Regions from separate parts of the Zea mays genome. Here regions 2 and 3 are each linked to region 1. The links are chromatin contacts, called in public Hi-C maps. All regions are on one chromosome and are shown on one strand. The core of a region is the stretch at or near the end of the contact, and the rest is flanking DNA. Distances in the headings are between cores, read along the strand shown.

Evidence for each region. A called contact is a pair of places that touch in the nucleus more often than the background predicts.
Region 2: a contact with region 1 is called in a Hi-C map of leaf, with 5 times the contacts expected there. The contact joins the enhancer-like site here to the promoter of LOC100274617 in region 1. A contact is called at or near these places in 3 of 25 Hi-C or Micro-C datasets (endosperm, leaf and tassel).
Region 3: a contact with region 1 is called in a Hi-C map of endosperm, with 3 times the contacts expected there. The contact joins the promoter of LOC100193576 here to the promoter of LOC100274617 in region 1. A contact is called at or near these places in 3 of 25 Hi-C or Micro-C datasets (ear, endosperm and tassel).

Annotation. Positions count from the first base shown.
Region 1 is chr4:186,181,166-186,184,217 of Zm-B73-REFERENCE-NAM-5.0, reverse strand. LOC100274617 reads left to right here and starts at 1,633. Exons shown (of 2, transcript NM_001148961.2): 1 at 1,633-2,111; 2 at 2,758-3,052. The coding sequence starts at 1,810. The coding sequence ends at 2,929.
Region 2 is chr4:186,340,629-186,343,669 of Zm-B73-REFERENCE-NAM-5.0, reverse strand. No RefSeq gene overlaps it. Among protein-coding and RNA genes, the nearest start is that of LOC100193576, 18 kb to the left of the region's middle. Within about 2 kb of position 1,424, at least 6 of the 20 cell types and tissues checked have an H3K27ac peak or open chromatin away from gene starts, as enhancers often do. A contact at or near this core is called in endosperm and leaf, where this site is marked.
Region 3 is chr4:186,359,053-186,362,008 of Zm-B73-REFERENCE-NAM-5.0, reverse strand. It overlaps LOC100193576, which reads right to left and starts at 1,510. Exons shown (of 2, transcript NM_001138684.1): 1 at 1,195-1,510. The coding sequence starts at 1,327.

The DNA of each region.
Region 1 (3,052 bases), core at 384-2,883:
ACGTCGTGGGAAAGTAGGAAAAGATATCTGAACGAACTATGATCTCCTCCCGTACAGAAAGCTCTGGAGTTGCATTGGGTGCACGGTGACAGCATCAGGTGTGCAGACCCATGGCAGACCGGAAGGGTGCATGCTGAGGTGAAATACCCGGCTTTTCCTTCCATTGCCCTTGGTGCGTCGCAGCGTGCCGGGTGGGTTGGCACTGCAGCCAAGGGTCTCTGAGAGTTCATGCATGCTGCCTTTATTTGTTGCAGGGGCGGACCTACAGGGGGGTCCGGGTGGGCCCTGGCACACCCTAAGCCAGGCCCACCAGGGACCCCACCCGGCCACCTGGTTCGCCTGTTCAGCTGACGCCCGACGTTCCCTCCCGAGCGTTCGGCTAATGGGCTTCCTGTTCCCAGTTCCTGGCGAGTGCACTGTGCGCGGTTGTTCCTCAGTTCCTGGCGGCTGGCGTATGGCCACCAGCATCCTGCTCAGTCGGCTCCAAAGCCTTCACCCCTCCGGTCCTGCAAAGGTTGCAAGTCTGCAACGCATCTTGCTCGGTCTTCAAGACTTCAAGCAACTACATCTTGCAACGGCATCCTGCAAGGCTTGCATGCAACGCCTACTGCCTGCGCTCACTAACGCTCGCGCGGAGGTGCCCTTCCCCGCGTACAGGTGTGCGCAAGTACATCGCGCCTCTCGGCTGATTCACTAGTGACTAAAATATGAAGAAGCAGGAAGATATTGCCTTTTTTTCAATCATGCTGCTAAGAAACATAAGTTTATTGTGTCGACACTAAAAAACAAGAGGAAGAGAGAATAAATGAAGAAATTATTGTGAATCCAATGGTATCTGCACCACCACCGCCAACACTTTATGATGCCAGCCGTCTTCCACATGATCCAAGTGAAGGCAACATATTGCAAACTACCATGCTAATGATCATGATGCAATTCGAAGAGCATATATTATTATTATTAGAGATCCATTTCAACCATTTGCACATAAATTCCCAAATAGGAAAATTGAAGATAGAGATCGTCATTTTAATTTTGTTGTGGCACACCCTATATAAAAATCCTATCTGAGGTGCTGTTTGGTTCAAAAAATGTAACGCAAATGGTAATGGTAATGGTTTCGGCTCGATTACTGGCGGTAACAAATTTGAATAGGCTGGTATCAAATTTTAGTGTGGTATCTGATTACGGTTGGACTAAAACAAACATGATTTAACGTTATCCGTTACCCATTACGTTACAAATATGTGAACCAAACGGCACCTGAATTCTTTCCTACTTCGATTGGATGGTCCCAAACTGTATCATAGCAATCGATAGTCCCCTGTTGTCCTATCCCGTGTCCAATATGTTTATTTATGATAAAAAAAGCAGGCCTTGCAACATACGCAGCGCAGTGATACAAAAGTATTTGCGCAGCTGCTGCCACTGTCAGATGCACATTGCCCACAACTGGCGCCCGACACAGCACAGCACAGGTGTAAACAGCAGAATTTACAGCCGGAAGCCGTAAACCGCGGGTTAAAAGTCACAGACGGCGGACCATTTCGCGCGCCAGATGGAAGCATCCAAGAGATTCTTTCTGGGGCAACAAATCGGTCGGTCCAGACCAGATCCCAGATCCCATGCGTTGCTCTGCTCCGCAGCTCCGCTCCGCCTCCTTTTTATGCGCCGCTCCTCCGCAAAACCCCTCCTCCCCCGCACGGCCGCACCCACCAGTCTCCCTCGCCCCTCCGCCACCACCTCTCCAAATCTCGCCCATCTCGAACCACAGCGCGCGGAGGGCCGCGTACAGGAGAAGAGGGGGGTATGGAGCCCGCCGAGCGAATCGAGTCCGGTACGGCGCTGGGGAAGCGGCCGAGGAGCAGGGCGCTGCCGCGGACGCCCAGCATGGTGACGGTGCCGTCGGCGGCGAAGCAGGGGCGCCAGGAGCGGCGCGCCGCCTCGCTGCCGGCTGCCGGCACTGGGACGGGAGCCGCTGGCGCCATGCCGGTGGGTTACTGTTACTACTACGGCGGCTCATTCGCCGCGGTGGAGACGGCGGCCTTCTTGAAGGCGTGCGGCCGATGCAGCCGCCGCCTCGGGCCCGGCCACGACACCTTCATCTACAGGTTGCTCCAATCCGTCCGTCCGTCTTTTCACGCTGCTTTTACGTGGGACTGCAACTTTTCCACTCTAGAGTTGGGGGGGATTATTGCGATCTCTTCCGGTCTATCGGATTACTGTGCTCCGTGTCCAAGTCCTTCGATTCCTTTTGCGAATTAATTAATTAATTGCCATCCGATCCATTCCATCACCACTCGACACGTTCGTTCTAGCTAGTTCGTGACTTCGTACCGGGGGATTGTGTGAATCTAATTCCCCCCCTGTTTTATTTATTTTACTGGGAGGAATATTTGATACGAATCTTCCTTCCGCCGCCCTGTCAATTCTTCTGTCGCGAATAACTACTAGTTCGATGCATCATGTAGGTGCGCATATTTTACACTAGCGAGTACATCACTCTACTCCAAGTAGACATACTATACTAGGTGACCAATCATATGAGTTGTTGGTTGATTGTGATATGTAAGCATCGCCACCTGGAACCATCCAATCCAACCCATCAGTTCTTTAATCAGCTGTCACAATCCCAAATCTACCGCAGGGTTTTTTTTAAAAAAATCCCCCCTTGGATCATGGAGTAGAAGGTTAAGATTTGTTAAAAAGATGGTGCAAATGACATGATAGTTGGATCCTGTTGTCCGCGTCGTGCAGGGGCGAGGTGGCGTTCTGCAGCCAGGAGTGCCGGGAGAAGCGGATCGAGTACGACGAGCGCATGGAGAAGACCTGCTGCTCACTGACCTCCATCAAGGAGGCCCCGTCCGTGTCCGGCGCCAGCGGCTCCGACCAGTCCGGCAGCGGCGGGGAGACCGTGGCCGCCGCCTAGCCGGGGTGGCCTTGGAGGTGCAGTGCAGCGACGCCGGATGGATCGATCGGCCCGGTAGTTTCTGCCATGCCAGAGCGTCTGTGCATAGTACAGCTCTGGCTCTGGGTTCCGGCAGTGATGAAT
Region 2 (3,041 bases), core at 175-2,674, 160 kb before region 1:
ATTCCCTTTCACTAATACTAAAAAAAATAAAATAATAGATTTAGATCTAGTAAAATGTAACAAATATCCAAAAATCTCAAAAACATTCTAACTAATGGCTAGATGCTTTTTGAAAGCTTCCAGCAGCAAAAACGTAAGACACAACCAGCATTAATACATTAACCATGAACATATTTTTGGCGTGAAATGTTTTTTAAAACATTGTTTAGACATTAATTATAGTGATTTTTGGGAGTTTACCTTGGTTTGGGGGGTATTTTGTTGGAACTAAATCTATTTTAAAAAAAAAACTTCTAAATATGCTTTTAGGAGCTTTTAAATATTTTGTTTGGAGTTATCGTGTCTCAATCTATCTATAGGATTTTTATCGAATTTTTCTAAGCTTATAAACACCTTTTGTGGTTTAGAAATCTTAGGTATTTATCAAAAATTTATTAACTAAAAAAAAGGACCACAACGACAATAACTTAGTGTGATATAAGTTATTTCCAAATGGAGATAGCATCAGAATTTTATCTTCATTAAATGATATATATAACATAAGAAACTGTTGATGTGGCAAGAATTCAGTAAGTAGTGAGTGAGGGATATTTGTTTTCTAAAATGTGCAAAACTCTGCACTGTAATCCGGGATATACTAAAAACGAGCTCCGGTTGTTCTCTTCTCTGCAAGCAGGCAGGCGATCAGACTCAGCGCACCTGGCGCGACCCCGGCCGTTGGTTGACTCGTGGCCCGTGACCCAGCCGCCTATCACGAGCCCCCTCTCATTCAGAGCCTAACTCTGCACTGTGCGCGTTTCACGGTTTCAGTATCCAAAGCTGCAGTCTTGTTCATCGACGAGGCCGGACTTTGGTGGCGGATGAAGCGGGTCGATCAAACCTTTTTCATTTCAGATGGACACCGGCCTCGCGGGCGGATCAACAGCACCGACTCACCGTATCCTGCCACCTCAACATATGTTGATTGAGATTAATACTAGATTACTCAAACAAAACCTAACGGAGGGCAGCGATTCCAGGCTGCAGCTCATGGAGCCATCCGACCCAACGGTTGCTGCCACAACCGATGATGGCATGGCGTTTATCCGTTCCATAGCGATCCATCCTGCGCAACATGGTCCGTCCGATCGTTGAGGGCAGGTGCGAAACGACGGAGGGAGAGGGACGGCGGGCTATTAATTGGCCGGGCGCACGGGCGTTTTGCCAAAGCGCCCGGCGAGGCGTCTCGTCACGAACGCTCGGGCGCCCTCGGCTTCCTGACTTCCCGGAGATAGATAGAAGAGCGACCGCGACGTCGCTCGCGACCCGGCCCACGCCACGTATAAAAACGCTCGCCGATCTCCCCTCCCACCTCCTCGGAACACCACGCGCTCGACAAGGGCTCTTCTTCTCCTCGCCCGCCCGCCCGGCCGATCGACTTAGGCGAGCTATATATCCATCCATCCACCGGATATCATCCGACCAGATTTTATTAGTATCCGATCCGCCCGACCATGCTGCTGTTCGCGCCCCACCCCGCCGAGAAATTCAGCGCCCCGATCTCCGGCCTCCGCTCCCTTCTCGCCCTGCCCGACGCCGCTGGCGGCACCCGCGCAGGGTGCGTCGTGACGCGGGCGGCCGTCGCCGCGCACGGCTGCGGGTGCGGCCATCGTGAGGACGTCAAAGAGAGACGCGACGACGGGATCTACCTTGGCCACGACGAGGACGTCGGGACAGCAAAGGAGGAGGAAGGGGAGAATGACAACATGGAAGCAAAGGTGAGGGACGAGGCGTGTGCGGAAGAGGAAGACGAGTTGGATGGATTCTGGGTATCGTACGGGCGGCGCCGCCCCAGGCGCCGGCTGCCCCCGCCCATCCCGTCGCTTGTCGCCCGCGGCGCGCTCAGGCGGACGCGCACCGACGACGGGAGGCTCGTCATCCGGATAGTGCCCGTCGTGCGGCCGGAGTGTATCCGCGCCCGCCGCGACCGCCGCGTCGAGAACGTGGGCAGTTCTCCGGTGATGCCGCCGCCGCCGCCGCCGCTTCGGGATTTGATGGCCGCCGCTCGGGAGGATGGCATCAGGATTAATGCTGCACGGGCGGACGACGGCGACACGGCCACCACGCCGGCCGCAGGAGAGGGCGTGCGCGACGTAGAGGACGTGGTGGCAACGCCCGCGGCGGAGGCGCAGCCGGCGGTGCCTCCGACGCGGGTCCGTGGGATGCTTCGTTGCAGCAGCTCGCTCCACCAGATGCCCAGCCTGAGGATGGTGCATTGAACGCCATGTTCGGATTGGCAGGGGAGGAGAAGTTTTGTAGTTTCGTGTGTGTGTGTGTGTAGCGCCATGTAAATAAGTGTTATATAAAAGCATGCTATAGTTTGGCGAATGGTGAAGACTGAAACTGAAGAGAGCAGCTACAAATCTTCAACGTGAGTTCCATGGCCGCGCCTCTCTATATATATGGTTGCCTGTTGGAACATGGTAAATCAAACCATTAATCTCCATTTTTACATTGAGCTTACCTCTACGGTATAGATAATGTGTAGATACCGTAGTACGTAATCACAACAAAAGAAATGATTTTTGGCGCCAACTAATATGAAATCAGCACTTAAGTGCAATCGTGCAAACAGTCTGTGTCGTCCCTCAGATGACCATCCGACGGTGGACTAATTAATTTGCAAAATGCTCCCTGTCCTCAAACAACATTGCACATTTTGACAATGGTCATTGACAAAGCTGCTTAAATGACAAGCTGTTCACACATTGCTAAACCGAAAGAACAACATCCAAGGTCTCTTGTAAGAAACACAGTTTTCCACCCCATTCGAATCTTCTTCCTCAACGGCTGCACTCACGGCAGTCGGCAAGCTTTACATTGCACGATTGCTGTTAAAGGAGTTCGTTGCACAGTTCTCCAAAGGTTTGTCTGCTCCTGCGGCGGCCTTTTGACGGTGTCCTGCAGGGGGCGGCCTGGTGAACTGGCGTTCAGCAGTCTGGGGCGGCGGCGTGGTGTCTCGGCGTCTTCGCGTGGAGGGCTCGTGGCTTCGAGTGGCGGCG
Region 3 (2,956 bases), core at 261-2,760, 180 kb before region 1:
TTAAAAGGTCCACAGTTATTAATATGGTCTTGTGCACTTTGCTTCTTTTATAGCAAACAAAAGAGGTGACCTTTGTTTCCATCAGTTCCACCTATGGTGTGTGATATATACTGTTTCCAAAGTTGTGCTCTTTCCCTCTTCTGCCACAAATTGGCAATTGACATTCACAGTTGAAGACTCCATACCACATAAAGTAAGAACGGAAAGTATCCACTAACTGCTAATATGGCACAGCCAGTTCTAGGATTCTGTATACACCAAAAAGAAAATAGAATATGGCATAGCCAGTTACAGGTTACTTCTTTTAAGCTAAAAAACCAATATGCAATCATAGGATACTAACGAAGCTAGCTAACTACTAGCTAGCTAAAAGTTAGCTCTTGTGCATCCAAACAGGAGAGCTAATAGTTGAGTTAAATTTTTAGCCAAATTTCCAACTAGCTGTTGATTAACTAGTTAGACAGTTTTTAGCCCAACAAGTAACTAGCCCTAGCTTAGACTGACTCCAGCGGGAGTCTGTAGAGCGTCCCCTAGAGAAGATTTCCTCCTCTATATGCTTCACCGGTGTCCTCTTCCATCCTCTCTATATATAGAGAGACTCTCATCTCTTCTCATCTATCTATTTAAGGGTATAATAAATAGGTACGTAAAAAATCTAGAATAAAATATGTCTTTAATGTGTGTATTTAATTTGTGGAGGATGAGATATAGAAGATGTTGGATAAGAATGAGATATAGAGGAGAGAATCTTTTAGTGAGTATGTTAAGGAGGGATAGTTGAAGCATCCAAACAGGCCCTAATCAGTGAATATGGCATAGCCACTAGAAGCATAATGCTGAAGCTAATACTAATTGAATAAGCATAGCCAGCTCTAGGACTAGGCTGAAAAAGAAAATTGAAGCATAGTTTCCCACTACTCAACTGTCCATGCATCCAGAAAACAAAAGCAAATCAAGGATACCACGAGCAGCCATTCGCCACAAGCAAAATAACATGAGGTAGGAGAAAGACTCGCACTCGTGAGACATGAGCACAAAGCGCAAAAGAAGCAATTAGCAATACATGATCCAAGAAACTCGTGACACGGGGAATACCCCTGCACCTAAATTACAAAAGCGTCCGTAGCTTGTCAGCAGATCGGGACGGCACAGGCGTGTACGCTACCAAATCAACAAGCCTCATCAGTGCCTCACCTTGCGGCCACCGAGCGAGGATGAACTCCTTGAGCGAGGAGACCGTGGTGGAGGGATCGTACTTCGTAGGCCCGATATCCGTGCCGTCGAAGAGACGAAACCTGACCTCGATCGGCTCCTTCCCGCTGGCCATATCCTCCCCGCCAGATCGCCGCCGAGGCGCCCACCGCACCTCCTCTTCCCAAGATCCACGAAGCCCCGGATCAAAGGCCCATAGGAGGCAGGAGCAGGGAAGCGGGAAGAAATCCACAGAAACACGCGCAAGCTGGGAATTTGACGACGAATTCTTGCTTCCGCGTGGGGTGAAAGCGAGGGGGCGACGACTCGGTGGGGGGATGAGAGCCAGGGAGGAGAGAGATACGCGGTAGTGGGCAGGCTTCCTCCTCTCGGTGTATTGACGGATACGCCCAAGCCGAAATTTTTAATTGCGGTTTTGGCATCGAGCCATTGGTGATGATGGAGCGTGAAAGCGAGTGGCGATGCCGAGGCCGAGGGCGAGGCAGAGCGAGGGATTCTATGCGCGGCGCGAGGCGGGCAGTCAGCAGCAGCAGGAGGAGGAGGAAACAGACCGCCGGCCGGGATTCGACGTCGGCGATGGCTTCTATCTCTGGCGTTTTGACCGCCCTGGGTCTCGTCGCCTTCTTCCCTGTTCTGTACTGCTGCCGTAGACCGTAGTCATGGCTTTTTGGCATCCTATGTGGAAACAGGCCGAACTTGTTTTCCATTTCAAAATAAACAGTCAAACAAACATGCACGACAATCCAATGACGCATTGCTCTGGGAGAAAGTTTCAGACCTGCATACTGCCGACTAGGTTTTATTTAAGACTGTATTTTATTCTCGTCTTATGCTGACTCAAGAAGATTAGTCTAGATACCTTGAAAATTGAAATGGTAAAAAAAAAAAGCAAATCGTTCTTGATCACACGACTGCAGACTGCTCCTTAATTTCAATCTTCAGAACCACCACACGCCCCCTGATCCGAACGCCTCAGGTCCCCTTGAGTAGCATGACGAGCACAGTGTATTTTTCCTGGCTGGCCGAAGGCCAATCATCCAATCGACATCTGCATTCCACTGGGGAATGGATTATCATTAGCTGGCCACTATTATTCCAGGCAACCAACGCATAGATAGAGTTACCGCCATTTGGTGATCACGCGGTGTACTTTCTCTTGCACACCAACCGGAACGGCTTAACATCCAGTTTTCCTGGCAATGATCTGCACGAAGTCACAGGCACATGCAAAAATAATAGTCCAAGGAACGCGGCACTCAAATGAATTTCCAGGCGAAAAAGAATCAGCAGTTTTGTAAAATAGAACGACTAAACAGCACACGGAGTATAATCCGGTCTAAAAAAAGAAGGATATTGTGAGGACAGCTAAGGCATGATAATTGTGCGGGACAAAAATGATTGGCAGACGACGTCCTCATGGACTGATGGTACTAAACCCAACACACATCGATACAATTTTTTTAAAAGAAAATTGGGTTTTCTATACAAGGGCTAAAAATTTTCAGCTGAATCGTTGACGCATTTGCTACCAAATATTCAGTGGTGGTGGTGGTGGACTGGTGGTGACGGTGACAGTTCAAGTTTTTCTTCGAGAAAAATTAAGCACATGCTGGAAGAACTGCAGAGTAATAGTGCGATGGCGCCAATTGCATTTCTCGGCTTCGATTATGCTGCCACCTGCAATTTACAGCAAATCAATCAACATAGGTATGTTTGGTTTTATTTTTATTTCGGAAGAGCTTTT